Regions from separate parts of the Sus scrofa genome. Here region 2 is linked to region 1. The links are chromatin contacts, called in public HiChIP or PLAC-seq maps. All regions are on one chromosome and are shown on one strand. The core of a region is the stretch at or near the end of the contact, and the rest is flanking DNA. Distances in the headings are between cores, read along the strand shown.

Evidence for each region. HiChIP or PLAC-seq counts read pairs in DNA pulled down with a chosen protein or histone mark.
Region 2: an H3K27ac HiChIP or PLAC-seq map of alveolar macrophages shows a contact between it and region 1. The contact joins two enhancer-like sites. A contact is called at or near these places in 2 of 47 Hi-C or Micro-C datasets (embryonic fibroblasts and epiblast stem cells) and 1 of 2 datasets of contacts at active chromatin or transcription factors (alveolar macrophages).

The regions. Positions count from the first base shown.
Region 1 is chr15:66,476,339-66,479,038 of Sscrofa11.1, reverse strand. It overlaps LOC110256931 (a long non-coding RNA gene), which reads left to right. Exons shown (of 5, transcript XR_002339014.1): 5 at 1,332-1,379. Among named protein-coding and RNA genes, the nearest start is that of BAZ2B, 66 kb to the right of the region's middle. Within about 2 kb of position 1,323, at least 8 of the 83 cell types and tissues checked have an H3K27ac peak or open chromatin away from gene starts, as enhancers often do. A contact at or near this core is called in alveolar macrophages, where this site is marked.
Region 2 is chr15:66,554,106-66,556,805 of Sscrofa11.1, reverse strand. All of the region lies in intron 4 of LOC110256931 (a long non-coding RNA gene), which reads left to right. Among named protein-coding and RNA genes, the nearest start is that of MARCH7, 94 kb to the left of the region's middle. Within about 2 kb of position 1,350, at least 7 of the 83 cell types and tissues checked have an H3K27ac peak or open chromatin away from gene starts, as enhancers often do. A contact at or near this core is called in alveolar macrophages, where this site is marked.

The sequences.
Region 1 (2,700 bases), core at 74-2,573:
ATCTTTTTTGTGTTTTTAGGTCTGCACCCACGGCATATGGAGGTTCCCAGGCTAGGGGTCTAATCGGAGCTGTAGCTGCCGGCCTACACCACAGCCACAGCAACACCAGATCCAAGCTGCGTCTGCGACCTACACCACAGTTCACGGCAACACCGAATCCTTAAGCCTCTGAGCAAGGCCAGGGATCAAACCCGAAACCTCATGGTTCCTAGTCAGATTCATTTTCGCTGCGCCCTGACAGAACTCTGTGAACTTTATTCTAAGTGATGGAAAAGTCATTGGACAGTTTTTAGGAAGGGAGTATTGTGAGCTAATATTTGTCACTGAGTTAAGACTAGAAGGGACACTAGAATAGACATATATATAGGAGAACAATATCTTGAACTAATGAATTAAAAAGCAGTAATAACTTCTTTTGAATTAAGGACAGAATGAGGATGGATGATTAGCAGAATGGGTTGGGAGGTGTGAGATAAAGAAGGAACCAAGGAAAACTCAGTTCTCTGTGCTTGAACAAGTCAAGTATCCTCTGCAACATCTATTTTCCCCGAGTATATAATAAGAAATACCACTTTCCCGGTTCTTTGAATTGTTATATGGATCTGATGAAATTATGCATGAAAGCATATTATGAATCTTAAAACGCGTTAACATCATGTTACTTTTTAACACTAAACACTTGAAAACTTACCTTAAATTAAGCCATACCTTGTTAATTAAGAAATTTCTAAAAGCTTGGATTTGACAGAGATAAGAACTCTAAGCCATATATAGTTAGGAAGCAGTTTAACTTATAACTTTCCCTGGGTTTATAGTTCCTTTGTAATGATATTTTCAATCTTTAATAATTTCGCCACTGTTCGTAAGGATTAACACGAAGCAGTTTCTCCTGTAAATTAGTAATGAGTAGATCATCTTCTGGCCAGAGGCTGAACTGCTAATCTAATCATAAAGAAATGGGTACCTATATACAGTACCTGGGTATCTGTTGTTTGTAATATATTTAAGACTGTGATTTCCTTGTTAGTAAATATTTGAAAACAAATAAAACTAGCCCAAACATCCTTTAATTTATTTACTAAAATGTTACGTTAGCCCTGGGGTGTTGCTTATATAATTTACCATACCATAGTAAATAACAACCTGTAAATAAACTCCAGGGGTTTTATGCTTTTTTGTGCCATTCCAATTCTACTTTTCCTGACAATTTTAGATTAATTAAAATACGACTTATGGCATCAAGAAAGACACATATTCTAGACAGACTTTTTAGTTTACGAAATTACTTAAGTATGATTCAGCTGAATGCTATTTCTCTTTTCCTTCTGCAGATTTCTCAACAGTGATGTCACAAGATTGACCGCACTGATCACAGTAAGACCAAAATGATAATTATGCTTTTACAGCTATTTGTTTTCTCTGAGAATGAAAATTAAGTTAGAAAATATAATTTTTTTTTTCTTTTTGAGCTGCAAGTGTGGCATATAGAAGTTCCCAGGCTAGGGTTCAAATCAGAGCTGCAGCTGCCAACCTACGCCACAACCACAGCAATGCAGGATCCAAGCCGCATTTGCCACCTACACCACAGCTCACAGCAGCACCAGATCCTTAACCCACTGAACAAGGCCAGGGGTCAAATCCATTTTCTCATGGATACTAGTTGGGTTCATGACCACTGAGCCACGAGTGGGAACTCCGAAAATATTTATAATTTTAAATTGTTTTTCTTTCAACAGCCAATTGAATGTTTACATTTTAATGAATCACCTCTCACACTGTAGTTGTTTAAATACCTCTTTAAATGCTTTTTAAAGGTTTAAAATGAAAATTAAACTTAATTTATAACTGAAATTGTATGCCTAATTATATTAACATTTCAGTGCGAATCATAATCCGAACATCATCTTTTTCACTTTTTGTTCTTTCTAAAATATGACACAAAACATTTAAGGCAACTCCATGTTAGAAAGAAAATTATAAAAATAAAATTACTTGAGACTGTAATCACATATTAAGGAAAGACTATGAAAACAGCTTTGAAAGGATTATTAAGCTTCTTTCTTAAATTTTTCATTGATATTTAAGTGATTCATAAGGAGTCATCCAAATGTAAAGAGTTGTTGAAAAGGATAGTTCTCTGAACTATCTTCTTTTCCTCTTTAATTTTATTTAAAACATTTATTTCTACTGTATATAAGGAAACATGTTACTTAAAGAAGAACTTTATTCAAGGCCTTGATCTACATTGTTAGAAAATTCTAATTAGTAAAATCTGCATTATAGGAACGAAATGTTATGGCATTTTTGAAAACTCCTTTTAAATGAAAGGAGTAAAAAATTGAGTAAATTATGTACTCAATGAATCTGCTTTTTTAACCCTGTTTTAATTGTTCATTAGAAGCAGTAATTATCAGAAATGTAAACGATGTATATAATCTTGTGTTTTAAAATTTTTTTGGAAACTGGTTCATTTGTTAAATTTAACATTTTTCAGGGTCCAGAGAGAACTTTTATTGTATTTTTTAAAGGTTTTATCATCATTGTTGAGTCCACAGATGTTTATGGCTTGTTCATTCATTGTCCTAAGGGAGCATTTTAGCTGTCTCTGATTTGTAGCTCTTTGCTTGTTTGTTTTTTCTTAATCAGAACTTTATTGCCCTAACTGAATAGTTTACAACAAAGTATTAACATATTTCTGTA
Region 2 (2,700 bases), core at 101-2,600, 78 kb before region 1:
GAAGATTACCAAGATTAAAATATATTAAACAAGAGTTCCATCGTGGCTCAGCAGAAGCAAATCTGACTAGCATATATGGGAACGCAGGTTGGATCCCTGGCGTCTTGCTCAGTGGATTAAGTATCCAGCTTTTCTGTGAGCTGGGGTGTAGGTCGCAGATGCGGCTGGGATCCCACGTTACTGTGGCTGTGGTGTAGGCTGGCAGCTGTAGCTCAGATTCGACCCCTAGCCTGGGAACCTCCATATGCTGCTAGTGCAACCCTAAAAAGACAAATATATATATACACACATAAAAATATGTATGTATATATATAAAATATATATAGGGTTTTAAAAAACTGAAGTATAGCTGATTTGGAAAATTGTGTTAGTTATAGGTATACAGCAAAGTAGTTCAGTTACATATATATAGTTTTTCAGATTATTTTCTTTTTTTTTTCTTTTAGGGCTGCACCAATAGCATATGGAAGTTCCCAGGCTAGGGTTGAATCGGAGCTATAGATGCTGGCCTACACCACAGCCACAGCAATGCAGGATATGAGCAGCATCTGCAGCCTACACCATAGATCACGGTAATGCTAGATCCTTAACCTACTGAGCAAGGCCAGGGATCAAACCTTCATTCTCATGGATGCTAGTCAGATTTGTTTCTGTTGTACCACAATGGGAACTCTGAGATTATTTTCCATTAATGGTTATCATAAGATACTGAATTAGTTCTCTGTGCTATACAGTAAATCCTTGATGCTTATCTATTTTATGTATAGTAGTTTATATCTGTTACTCCCATACTCCTAATTTATCCCTTCCCCTCTCCTTTCCCCTTTAGTAACCATAAGTTTGTTTTCTATGTCTGTGTTTCTGTTTTGTGTATAGATTCATTTGTATTATTTTAAAAAGTCCACATATAAGTGATATCATATAATATTTGTCTTTGTCTTACCTCTCTTAGAATGATAATCTCTAGATCCACCCATGTTGTTGCAAATGGCAATATTTCATTCTTGTGGCTGAGTAATATTCTTGAGTGTATATATGTGTGTGTGTGTGTGTACATATATATATATATATGGCCTACACCACAGCCACAGCAATACAGGATATGAGCAGCATCTGCAGCCTACACCACAGATCACGGTAATGCTAGATCCTTAACCTACTGAGCAAGGCCAGGGGCATGTATATATATATGACATCTTAAGCCAATCATCTGTTGATGGGCACTTGGATTCTTTCCATGTCTTGGCTATTGTAGTTTGTTTTTTTTTTTTTTTTTTTAGGGCCGCACCCATGGCATGTGGAGGTTCCCAGGCTGGGGTTGAGTCAGAGCTGACGGGGCTGGTCTGCACCGTAGCCCATAGCAACATGGGATCCAAGCCATGTCTGCGACCAACATCACAGTTCACAGCAACAGTGGATCCTTAACCCACTGAACAGGGGGCCAGGAATCGACTCTGAGTCCTCATAGATGCTAGTTGTATTCATTACCTCTGAGCCATGACAGGAACTCCTATGTCTTGGCTGTTGTAAATAGTGCTGCTGTAAACATTGCACTGCATGAATCTTCTTTTTTTTTTTAGGGCAGCACCTGCAATATATGGAAGTTCTTGGGCTAGGGGTCCAGTTGAAGCTGTAGGTGCCAGCCTACACCACAGCCACAGCCACAGCCACAGCAGATCTGTGACTTACACCTCGGCTCATCCTTAACCCACTGAGCAGGGTCAGGGATCAAATGTGCATCCTCATGGAGACTAGTCAGGTTCATTACTGCTGAGTCATAATGGGAACTCAGGCATATATCTTTCTGAATTAAGAGTTTTCATCTTTTCTGAATATATGTCCAGGAGTAAGGGGTTGTTGAGTCATATGGTATTTCTATTTTTAGTTTATTACTATTTATAGTTTATTACTATTTTTCATGGTGGCTGCACAAATTACATTCCCACCAACAGTGTAGGAAGGTTCCCTTTTCTCCACATCCTCTTCAGCATTTATTATTTGTATATTTTTAAAATGATAGCCATTCTGGCCAGTGTGAGGTGATACCTCATTGTGTTTTTGTTTGTTTGTTTTCATTTTTGGCCGCCCTGCAGCATATCACATATGGAATTCCTTGGCCAGGGATCAGATCCGAGCAGCAGTCACACCTAAGCCACAGCTGCAGCAACACTGGATCCTTAACCCTGTGTGTCAGGCAGGGGATCAAACCTGTATCCCAGTGCTTCCAAGACGCTGCTGATCTCATTGTGCCACAGTGGGAACTCTCTCATTGTAGTTTTGATTTGCATTTCTCTTTAAATTTAGTGATGTTGAGCATCTTTTCATGTGTCTGTTGGCCATGTCTTCCTTGGAGAAATGTCTGTTTAGGTCTTCTGCCCATATTTGATTGGGTTGTGTGGGTTTTTGATACTGAATTGTATAAACTGTGTATTTTGGAAAATAAGCTCTTGTGGCTTTGTTTGTGAATGTTTTCTCCCAATCTGCATGTTGTCTTTTTGTTTTGTTGATGGTTTCCTTTGCTTTGCAAAAAATTTAAAATGTGATCAGGTCCTATTTGTTTATTTTTGCTTTTATTTCTACGGCCTTATGAGACTGACCTAAGAAAAACATTGGTATGTTTATGTCTGAGACTGTTTTTCCTGTGTTCTATTCTAGGAGTTTTATGGTGTCATGTCTTATATATAGGTCTTTTAACCATTT